Linked DNA regions of Sus scrofa: regions 1, 3 and 4 are each linked to region 2. Evidence: chromatin contacts called from public HiChIP or PLAC-seq data. All regions are on one chromosome and are shown on one strand. The core of a region is the stretch at or near the end of the contact, and the rest is flanking DNA. Distances in the headings are between cores, read along the strand shown. Region 1 holds the start of AOX2 (aldehyde oxidase 2). Region 2 holds the start of CLK1 (CDC like kinase 1). Region 3 holds the start of CFLAR (CASP8 and FADD like apoptosis regulator). Region 4 has its middle 24 kb from the start of NDUFB3.

Evidence for each region. HiChIP or PLAC-seq counts read pairs in DNA pulled down with a chosen protein or histone mark.
Region 1: a contact with region 2 is called in an H3K27ac HiChIP or PLAC-seq map of skeletal muscle. The contact joins the promoter of AOX2 here to the promoter of CLK1 in region 2. A contact is called at or near these places in 5 of 47 Hi-C or Micro-C datasets (heart right ventricle, omental adipose tissue, retroperitoneal adipose tissue and 1 more) and 2 of 2 datasets of contacts at active chromatin or transcription factors (alveolar macrophages and skeletal muscle).
Region 3: a contact with region 2 is called in an H3K27ac HiChIP or PLAC-seq map of alveolar macrophages. The contact joins the promoter of CFLAR here to the promoter of CLK1 in region 2. A contact is called at or near these places in 1 of 5 promoter capture datasets (fetal liver), 3 of 47 Hi-C or Micro-C datasets (heart right ventricle, liver and skeletal muscle) and 2 of 2 datasets of contacts at active chromatin or transcription factors (alveolar macrophages and skeletal muscle).
Region 4: an H3K27ac HiChIP or PLAC-seq map of alveolar macrophages shows a contact between it and region 2. The contact joins the enhancer-like site here to the promoter of CLK1 in region 2. A contact is called at or near these places in 1 of 5 promoter capture datasets (fetal liver), 3 of 47 Hi-C or Micro-C datasets (heart right ventricle, liver and skeletal muscle) and 2 of 2 datasets of contacts at active chromatin or transcription factors (alveolar macrophages and skeletal muscle).

Annotation. Positions count from the first base shown.
Region 1 is chr15:104,409,181-104,412,210 of Sscrofa11.1, forward strand. AOX2 (aldehyde oxidase 2) reads left to right here and starts at 1,507. Exons shown (of 35, transcript NM_001308472.1): 1 at 1,507-1,598. The coding sequence starts at 1,507.
Region 2 is chr15:104,560,812-104,563,545 of Sscrofa11.1, forward strand. CLK1 (CDC like kinase 1) reads right to left here and starts at 1,331. Exons shown (of 13, transcript NM_001123099.1): 1 at 1,237-1,331.
Region 3 is chr15:104,798,387-104,801,086 of Sscrofa11.1, forward strand. It overlaps CFLAR (CASP8 and FADD like apoptosis regulator), which reads left to right and starts at 1,425. Exons shown (of 9, transcript NM_001001628.1): 1 at 1,425-1,827. The coding sequence starts at 1,532.
Region 4 is chr15:104,770,420-104,773,119 of Sscrofa11.1, forward strand. No RefSeq gene overlaps it. Among named protein-coding and RNA genes, the nearest start is that of NDUFB3, 24 kb to the left of the region's middle. Within about 2 kb of position 1,377, at least 12 of the 83 cell types and tissues checked have an H3K27ac peak or open chromatin away from gene starts, as enhancers often do. A contact at or near this core is called in alveolar macrophages, liver and skeletal muscle, where this site is marked.

The DNA.
Region 1 (3,030 bases), core at 257-2,756, 150 kb before region 2:
GCAGCCAGAACAGGGAATAAGTCAAGGGCTAGAGGAAATACGGACTGTGTGGTAGGGGTAGAGTCAGCTAGATAATACAAATATTATCCAACCACATTCTCATCAAATGCTTTCAAAGGACTTGGGATAGGAGTAAGGGCAGGCAGAGGAGGCTGCTTCTGGCAGTGATAGCAGCCCCCTGGAGATCCAGAGAGCAGCTGAATTGCAATATCTCAACTTGGAAACAGCTTCCTGCACTTTTTTTATTCTTTGAGGGCTACACAAGTTCATGTTTTTCTTCTGGGGAGAAAGAAGAATGTCACATGAACAGCCCACTGTAGCTCCCCTCCCTCTGTTGCATCAGAATGGTTGTAGATATTGGCAGGACACCCAAAGACAAAGTCACAGGAAACAAGCAAATAAGAAAGACGCACCAAGGAAGGCCCCTCCATGGTTCAAGAGTGCTAAATCCCCCACTTTTCTTTCTTTCTTTCTTTCTTTTTTGTTTCCTTTTTAGGGCCGCACCCGTGGCATATGGAGGTTCCCAGGCTAGGGGTCCAAGCAGAGCTGCAGCCACCACAGCCACAGCAACACCGGATCCTTAACCCACTGCGCGAGGCGAGGGATCGAACCCGAAACCTCGTGGTTCCTAGTCAGATTCGTTTCCGCTGTGCCATGATGGAACCCCAAAATCTCCCACTTTTCAAGTTGAGGGAGGCAGGAATTCTCGTGTTCCTCCAGAACCTCCGTGGGTTCCAAGCTGGGCTCACAAAGCATACCATTAACCATGCTGCCATGAGGGGATTGGCATCCTCGGGGGCTACACCAGGGTGGCAGCACTTCCCCTGCTTCCCCTTTCTGCCACCAATTCTTGGGATCCCTGATATTATCAAAATGTGCTCCCCACAGGAGTTGTCTCAGAAGTGCCAGAATATTAATTCTTGGAGTTCTCACTGGGGCACAGTGGGTTAAGAATCCAACAGCAGCAGCTCTGGTCACTGTGGAGGCACAGGTTCGATCCCCAGCCTGGCACAATGGGTTAAAGGATCTGGTGTTGCCATAGCTGCAGCATAGGTCTCAGCTGTGACTCGGATTCGATCCCCGGCCCAGGAACTTCCATATGCCAAGGAGGCAGCCTTTAAATAAAAAAAATTAAAAAAAAAAGAATTGAAACTCTTCCTACTCAAGCTTCTTCTCTCAAGAACCCCCTGACACACACACACACACACACACAGCATCCAAGTCCTTCCCCAATTTGAAACATTTCAAGAGTACAAAAGCCTGACGTGGCTGAGTGGGAAGACTCCACAAAATTAGATAGTGGAGCAAACATGAAGAATGAAACTCCCAGGGCATCTTACACTGTGGTGGTTCCCAGCTCTCATCATGTAGATGAGCGTTGTTGCACAGTTGCTCGGCGAGTCTCCTACTCTATGAACATATGCAAAAGTTGCCTTTAGAGCACACACAAAAAAAGAGGCAAATGAATGCCGGCCACGGCAGGCATTCCGCTGGGTCACCCACTCCATGCCCACCATCATCTCTTTTCTGTTGCTAACGCAGGTGATCGAGAGGAATGCGGACCCAGAAGTCACGCTGCTGACCTTCCTACGAAAGAACTGGACCCTTTTGATCCATCTTGGCCATGTCTTATGTTTGCCTTAAAATTTAGGCCAGCTGAGATTATCAGAATTAATCCGATCTTTCCACCCCCCACAGCCAGGCCCCTTGGCTCTTGCTCTCTAATTGCTTTTGGAACTGGTTCTAAGCATATTAAGTTAATTGAGCTATTTGGAGAGGATAAAGTTTCCCCAGAGTTTCCTTATATCTCGATTTAATAGCCATGAAATAGAAGCTAAGCTCTTTACTTCAGGACTAATTATTCTTTTAAGGGCCTTCTGATCCCCAAGAGAGTGATTATGCAATAGAGGTTTGTGTTGCACATCCCCTGCCCTGGAGGACAACCAAGATCTCCAGATTCAGGGAGAGCACCTGTCGTAAGAAAAGATTGCCTTTCTCGACATCTGTTTTCTCACCGCAGATTTCCCCCCACCATTCTATACTCTGAAATGTAGATCTTCATGATGGCAAACCTATCTTAATTGGTAAATCGAATGGATCTCGCAGAGAAGCCCCCCCAAAAGATAGAAATTACAAGCTTTATTGGAAAGCCTACACAGCTTTTAATTTATGGTGACTGTTTGAAAATTAGGAAATCTCATATTTAAAAAATAGGAGTTTCTCATGCAACAAGGGGAAGATAGTCCTTCCTGCCTGGCAGCGGTCTTGCTTAGAGCTGAGTGGGGGACTGTCGGTCACCACCCACTCCCCTGTCGTCTAAAGTGGAGCACAAGCTCTCCAGTTATACCCAACCCACTCCACTCATTCACAGACCTCTCTGATAAGCATTTATGGTTATGACCTAACTTCAGTGAACAAGCTATATGGCTTTGAAAAAAAAAAAAGAGTCAATGATTCTGAAGTGTTTGTAGCCAGTCTAGGTAGTTACATCCAATCCATAAACTGGGTGGAAATAGACCACAATGAGGGAGAAGGATGGCTAAAGAGAGGGGGCAGAGGCTGAGGCTTGCGATTGGACCAAACAGGAGCAAAGGTGGGATTTGAAAATAAGGATGGATGGAGTTCCTGTCGTGGCACAGAGGAAACAAATCCGACTAGGAAAGATGAGGGTGGGTTAAGGATCCAGTGTTGCCATGAGCTGCGGTGTAGGTCACAGACACGGCTCGGATCTGGCCTTGCTGTGGCTCTGGCGTAGGCCGGCAGTTATAGCTCCAATTAGACCCCCTATCCTGGGAATCTCCATATGCCGAGGGTACAGCCCTAAAAAGACAAAAAGACAAAAAAAAGAAAAAGAAAAGAAGGATGGGGGTTTTCTCTGAGGGCTCACTCACTTGGTATCAAATGCAGTACAAATTACTGGGCAAAACTAGCAATACATTAAACTGCTAAATGGAAATTTCTCTTCCAGTTAGATGATTAACCCAGAAGAACATCTATAATGAAATAGGATTTTTTCCCAAGGGTTTTTAC
Region 2 (2,734 bases), core at 81-2,580:
GCATTATACATGCCAAGATCAGATTTACTGAAAGAGGGCTGAAAAAGAAAAAAGAAAAGGGAATTCCAATTGATCAACTTTGGGAAAAATCCTTTCCTGCCAGAAGCACGCATTTACTTTATATATAACTCGCCCATTCAGATGTGCATCACTTTTTTTTATTATTTCCCCAATACAATTTTTTTTCTACTGTACAGCATGGTGACCCAGTTACACATACACGTATACATTCTTTTTCCTCACATTATCATGCTCCATCATAAGTGACTAGACATAGTTCCCAGTGCTACACAGCAGAATTTCGTTGCTAATCCCTTCCAAAAGGAGAGAAACACCTAGCTTAGCCTACGAGCAACTTACACAACCATCGGTGTAAACCATTTTCCCTAAAGAAATGTCAGAACCAAAAATCCCTAACAACTTGAAAAAGACATTAGAGATAAACTTTTCATCAACTACCGTTCACAGCAGTACTAACCGCCCGGGCACCACCTCGTCTCTAAACACAACTTAAGGGGATCCAATTGTTCCCAAGGGGGTGGGCTGGGGGAGAAACTCCCAAGCCTGTGCCCGACCGCCTGGCTTCTCTCACAAGCTCCTCCAAATATGCCACATCATTTCTCTTCCGTCGAGTTCCTAAACCTGCTTTCTGTTTACGCCACTGACGGCAAAGACACTCGCCATTTCCCCTCGAATTACTTTAAGACTCGAGCGGACAGTGAGACCGTCTTACACCCGGTCCCTGTGTTCCTTCTTTCCCTCTGTTACGAACGAAGGTCCTCAGAGGAGCGCGTCTCACGCACATTCCAGAACGCCGTTCTGGCGGCCACCCTCCGCCCGCAGCTTCGCCGCCTCCGCCCCGCCGCCATCTTAGAGCTCGGCCGACGCCTGCGCCACCGACATGGCGCTCGGAGCGCCGGGGATCGGGATCCCTGCTCCCTCTAGGGAAGGCACACGTTCGAGCTCTCTCCGCCTAACAAACACTGTCACTACCCTCCGCCAGGGTCTGGAGCGTCACGGTTCAAATAGAAATCCGCAGCGGCGGACTCGGAAAAGCATAGAAGACGAGCTGTCCACCTTTGTGCAGCCGAAGCGCGGTGGGGGGCGGTGCGAGGGGAAAAGGGGTCACCCTGCAGGACTGCAGACGGCCAACAAGCTTGAAGGGGAACGTCACAGACGCTCTCGGGAAACAGAAAAGGGGCCCTGACACCCAGCCCGCTTCCTTCTGCATCTTACCGTCCAGGCCAAAAAGTCCAAGCCTCAGGAGACAATGCTTGCAACGCGACAACGGAAAACACCCAGCTGGCTGCGACAAGGTCCAACAACAAAATGGAGCCGATTGCCGAAGCGTCTGGGCTCTCCGGGAAAACAAGATGACGCTGCAAACGTCACTCCGCCTCCGGGTGGGGCGGGGCTTGCACAAAGGGTGGGGCTGAGCTGGCGCCCAGGGAGGGGGGCGGGGGACGTGTGCGCAGGCGCCGGGTTCGAAGCTCCGCAACCAGGTTGAGCAGAGGGAGCTGTGACCGCGGCCATGTTGTCTCTGTTCTGTGTTTGGGCTGAGGAGACGTTTTAAGCGTTGGGGAGGAGCGCCTCGTCCATGCTCAACTAAAAATTGTATTTGTGAACGCTAGAAATGAGAAGCTGAAGGAAGCAGAGTGCGAAATAGCGTTACAACGTCTAAAATAATGCTTTAAAAAATTTACACCACCTTCATCAGATAGTTCCAAATTAGGACGTGCCTGGATTTGGACTTTTGCTAAGGTTCTGAAACCAATTTAAAATTTTAGTGGCTGGGACTCACGGACAGAAATTGGATTGGAAGGATTTTCCCGAGATTTTCAAAGGCGAAGAAATGTGAGAGGGACTCCTCACAATATAGCAACACTTCCGCATGGAGCAAGGCCTCTGCGTGTAAAGGCCAAGTAAACTAAAGAGTTGGGGTGGGGGGACTGAAAGATCATTAAGAGAAGACAAATTTGGACTTCTCTTGGAGTTCCCTGGTGGCTCAGCAGCTTAAGGATCTGATGTCACTGCTGTGACATACTCTTTTCTCGCCATTGAAAGGCTTATACTCCTTCCATTTCTTTATCATATATACCTGAGGCACATCTTTGATAGTGGGTTAAAAAAAAAAAATGGCCGGAAAATGGGAACTAGAATCAAATGAGGAGTTCCCTTGTGGTGTAGTGGGTTTAGGATCCAGGCTGACACTGCAGCAGCTTGGCCATGAAACTTCTACATGTCTTCCAAAAGAGGACAGAATTATCTGGAAACAACCTCTGAATAACAAAAATAAAGCTGCAACTTGATAGAACAAAGTAATTGCCGACCCTGGCCATAAACATTAAAAAAAAAAAAAAAAAAGGAAGCTCTGAGGAACTGCTCTGAAGAGGTAGGGAAGAGGTCAGTATTATGATTTTTTTTTTTTTTTTGTCTTTTGTCTTTTTTGTTGTTGTTGTTGTTGCTATTTCTTGGGCCGCTCCCGCGGCATATGGAGGTTCCCAGGCTAGGGGTCGAATCGGAGCTGTAGCCACCGGCCTACGCCAGAGCCACAGCAACGCGGGATCCGAGCCGCGTCTGCAACCTACACCACAGCTCACGGCAACGCTGGACCGTTAACCCACTGAGCAAGGGCAGGGACCGAACCGCAACCTCATGGTTCCTAGTCGGATTTGTTAACCACTGCGCCACGACGGAAACTCCAGTATTATGATTTTAAAGAAGGTGGGTACTT
Region 3 (2,700 bases), core at 175-2,674, 240 kb after region 2:
ATTTTTCTTGTTTTTGGCAGCAAGAGCTATTTAACGTCCCATATTTCCCTTTTCGCTTTGACTGCCAGGAAGCTTGAGGCAAATTGAAGGTCTACTAGAATCTGTTTAAGTCTTTCTGGCCTGCATATTTGCATTATTAATCTACCTCATTTTGACTTTCTAACCTAATTTCCCCCCTTGTTCTCATATAAATTTTTTATTCTCCTGATGCGTTTTACTGTAAGATGCCTCATCTTTTGTGAATTGAGACTGTGTACAAAAATAAATAGATTTCAGTGTTCCTTTCACCAAATCTAGCTAGATACATATATAAATATACTTGTACACAAATATGTAGCAGCAGTTAGCAGAAAGTTGCTAACTTACAGCTGGGTTCTGTTTCCAATTATTTTTTTGTTCAGATTAGCTTTTAACCTGAAAGCTTCTGTGGTAGAAACAGACAAGGTACTCTCCCAGAACATAAGAGATTATTTACCATAAAATGTAGCTATGAAACTTTAGACAGGGACCACCATTTACAACCAATTTTGAAAGAAAATAGATTGTGTTCCAATGGAAGAGGTTGAGAAGTTCACCCCATGACATGAATTCCCTACTGCTCCCACCCAGTTCCCAGATCTTTCTCCAGCTCTTCGGCTTCACCTCCTTCCTTCCATTTACACTGTTAGGAACTCTAGTGATAATTGTTGTCCGGCAGTGTAACGTAAGTGGGGGCTTCTGACCCTTCCAAGGGTCAGAAGAGGTGATCCAAACTTAACAAGACCCATTTAGCTGTGGTGGCAGGTCCTAGGAGCATTCATGATGATGCTGTGGAAAGGGCTGGGGACTTTGGGAGGATGGCAGCAGGTGTGAATGTGGGGTTTCAAAGTCGAACAACTGGAAAAATGGGGTGGGGTAGGTACAGAAACCTCTTTTCTCCCACCATTTTTTGAAGCCCTGCTGGGGTCCCTTTGCTAAGATTCGTATTTGTTTAAGCCTACTTGGGGGTCAGGGAAGGGAAGTTATCTGTGATCTCAGCTTCTCTCATCCAGTTAGCTGCTTAGTCATTGGGCTTTTTCTCTGCCCTCCACCAAGGTCATCCATTTGCCACTTAGTCATTAAGTCCCTAGCTGTGATTTCCCCCTTACCATAGTTTGTGTTCAATAAATTCTGTTAAAGTACGTGGGATTTTTGGGGAGGTGATTTGTCGCTAGTTTCATTTCCTTTAAAAATAGTGTTATCTTCTTCGTCCCTTCTGGTTTGGGGGTCAGTTGCTTTGTCTACTGAGAGGATCGCTTTCTATAGATTTAACAGTATGAAATTTAACCTGCTAGATTAGGGAGACCAACAAGAAAAGGAAAGGCCTATACCTGGAATTTTAGTGACTTTGATAGGAGGATTTTTTTTTAAAAAAAAAAATTCCCTTTTAACCACAGAACTCCTCCATTGGAAAGGATTCTGAAAGAAATGAAGAAAACCATCAGAAATGAAGTCAGTACCCTCGTGGGCTTCTGTTGACTGGACTAGATTTCTCTTACTGCCGTTCCTTGGAATGACACTGTACAGAATGTCGGCTGAGGTCATCCATCAGGTGGAAGAAGCACTTGATGAAGATGAGAAGGAGATACTTCTTTTTTTGTGCCGAGACATTGCTGCAGATGTGGTTCCACTTAATGTCAGGGACCTTCTGGATATTTTAAGAGAGAGGGGAAAGCTGTCTCTTGTGAGCCTGGCTGAGCTGCTCTACAGAGTCAGGCGGTTTGACTTGCTCAAGAGGATCTTGAAGATGGACAGACGGACAGTGGAGGCCCAGCTGCTCAGGCACCCTCATCTTATTTCAGACTATAGGTAATTCCTCAGCCCTTCCCGAGACTGGACTGGTGGGAGGGAGGGAGGAGGTCTGGACTTGAGCATCATAGAAATGAGGACAGTGGGGAACAGCAGCCGCATTCCTTTCTCAACCCACTGCTCCTACTGCCGTGTTGCTGCTGCTTCATTCCTCTGAACTCCTTGAACTTTTGGGACGTGTTTGCTTAAAGTACTTGGGTAGAATCAACTGAATGAAAGGAGAAGGGCTGGATGGATGGGTTTGCCCGAAGAGTGGGGTGAGAGAAAGGAATGACTAAGAGCTAGTTCTCTTAAAATGGCTTCTGATTGCGAGATCTGCTGTGTTCTTTGCTAGCTTGATTTTCTGTGATGTCAGCGCCTGGCAATTTCCCCACCGAGAAAGGAAATAACAAGTCTGACAGTAATCTTCCTGACCTTTGTAAAGCTTTGTTAACCCTCCTGAGTCCCCATGGGTCAGTCTTTCCCCTGCTGAGGAAGTTAGTGGGGTTGGCTCACTTTCTGTGCGTTTCTGTAAGGTTCCTGTTCATGCAGGTGCTGGGGACCCCAGATTGAACATACCCTCAATCAGCCACCTCTAGGTTCCCTTCAGTCCAGAGAGGAACGGCTGCTGGAGTCCCCTTGAGCTGTTCCTTCCTTCTGTTCACACAGCAGGCTCTTGGTGGTTCAGAGGAGCACAGAAGCCACTGTGGGAAAGAAAGAGAATTTGTAACCTTAAATTAGTGATTCCTTTCTCACCAGCCTTTAGTTATATCAATCATGTGTATGTTGAATTACCGCTGTGGTGAAACAGGATCGGTGACAACTCTGCAGTGCCAGGATGCAGGTTCGATCCCCAGCCCGGCACAGTATGTTAAGGGGTCCAGCATTGCCACA
Region 4 (2,700 bases), core at 127-2,626, 210 kb after region 2:
AAAAACAAAAAAACACTTTAAGACCTATTCCCTTAAAATTTCTTAGAAATTTTTCATGGGAAAACAGGTAGGAATGGTGGGTGGCCAATCTGGCATAACTCCTGAGAACTGGGGTAGAGGGCATTTACCAAATCAGGTCTGGAGAGAGTGTGGAAAGCCAAAGGCAGAAAAACCTGTCTAAACGGATTGTGTAATTACAAAGAATGTGTGCATAGATTAAAATTCAGGGGGATCGGATTGATGGAACAGTGTGGTAAAAATCCAGTTGCAGCCTCTTGTGTTGCTGCAGAGGCGTGGGCTCAATCTCCCACCAGATCAGTAGGTTAAAGGAGATCTGGCATCACTGCACCCATGGCACGGGTTGCAACTGAGCCTCAAATTCATTCCCTGGCTCAGGAACTTTCATATGCCATGAGTGTGTCCATAAAAAAATAAAATAAAATAAAGTCAGATTCAATGGAATCATTAAGCCAGGTAGGCAGAGAAAATAAATGAGACAATTCTGGACAGTAAATGATGGGCCATCTGAATGAAAGTTTGTGACAGCTGGTACTGCCTAAGTCTGGATCTCACATTTTATCCGATTCATTTAAGGAGTCTAGAATAGAGCAGACACTAAACTTCATATTCTGGCAAAGATCCAGAGACACTGTGTCTGTAGTTCATTCAGTTCCTGTACAAAAGGAAAGCTTAGATAGGACAGATTGATTGGTCAGTCATTTCACATCACTGGTCTAAGGCTATTTATCATGTTCGATCCCTGGACCAGGAACTTCCGCATGATGTGGGCACTGCAAAAAAGGGGTGAGACATGTGAATATGTTCAGGATAAAATGATAGTTACCACTTTATTTATTTATTTATTTTGCTTTTTGGGGGGGCACCTGCAACATATGGAAGTTTCCAGGCCAGGGGTCAAATCAGAGCTGCAGCAGCGAGCCTATGCCACAGCCACAGCAACTTGGGATCCGAGCTGCATCTGTGACCTACACCACAGCTCATGGCAATGCTGGATCCTTAACCCACTGAGCAAGGCCAGGGATCATCGAACCCTAATCTTCGTGGATACTAGTCAGGTTCATTTCTGCTGAGTCACAACAGGAACTCCTGGTGTCTGACTTCTTACACATAGCGCAATATTTTCTGCCTTAACATTTCATTAGAAAATGTTCAATCATAAAGAAAGGAAAATTAGGGTGCCTGAGCATTTACTTCATGTTGGGAAAGGGCTCCTTGCTATGGAGTAAGAGCATGGAAGTAGTTTGTCACGAGTAAGCAGCAGCAGCAGGATGACACAGAAATGATACATCTGTACCTAGCCTTGACCTCCATCTGTGTCAGCATCTTCCTCCAGGCCTGGGACATTGCTGAAGCAGCTGGTAGCCTTTGGGCCCTGATGATTTTTCTGTCCTCCGACCTTGACTGTCTCTCTCTGTCACATTCTGTACTCAACACGTTCATTTAGTGCTTCACAAAGACAGATGACAGATAGAAGCTCAGCATGCCAGGAACTCAGATGGACATGGAAACTAGTAAAATACAGTAGGTGGAGTTCTCTTGTGGCAACGTGGATTAAGGATCTGGCATTGTCACTGCAGCAGCTGGGGTCATAGCTGTGGTGTGGGATTGATTCCTGGCCAGGGAACTTCCACATGCTGTGGCTGCAGCCAAACAAAACAAAACAAACACAGTAAAGGAATGTATGATCACTAGAACAAGAGGTAATTAAATCCTGGTTGACAAAAGAAGAGGGACAAGAGACATAACCAATATTTAAGGGGCAAACATAGGAAAGGGGGCCTGTAAAGAAAGGAGAAGGAAAGATCTGAGAGGTGGAAGATAAATCTGGAGAGAGCCATGTCCTAGAAACCAGGGAAGAAAGGATTTCAATAAAGGGAACAGGTCAAGGGTATACAACTAAGATGAAGTATGTCAGCTGGATTAGAAAACATCAATCTTTTCCTACTCCACTTTAGAAGCTCTCCAAACCAGGCCTTTCCTCTGCAGGCAGGAGATGAGAAGTGTCATCTCTGCTATATCTGACCAATTTAAAAGGAAAACTGAAAATACCGACAATGGGGGTTCCCAAGGACATAGCTCAGCTAGATTACACACTGAGATGCTCAGAATTTTGTAGTAGACAGTAATGAAAACCAATTAACTATACTGACATAGAAGACAATGAATCTCAGTGAACATAATACTGAACATAAAAAGGAAGTCACAAAAGAATACGGTTTGTTTTCGTTCGTATAGAGTGCAAAAATTGTCAAGCTATACTGTTTATTTATAAAAATTTTTTTCTCTTTGTAGGGCTGAACCTGCGGCATATGGAAGTTCCCTAGCCGGCTACAGCCACAGCCATAGCCACACTGGATCCGAGCCAAATCTATGACCTACACCACAGCTCCTGGCAATGCAGGATCCTTACCCACTGAGTGAGACCAGGGATTGAACCCACATCCTCATGGATGCTAATCGGGTTTGTTACCCACTGAGCAACGAAGGGAACTCTAAGCTATACTGTTTAGAGATGCATATATAAGTGCTAAAACTTACAAAGTCAAGGAAATCATTCTCTGTGAAGTTGGGACAGTGGTTACCTCTAGGGGGAGGAAGTGGGTTACGAGTGGGGAGGGGCACACAGAAGGCCTCTGAGATGCTTCTATTTTTATGCTTCAGGTGGTGGTGACATAGATG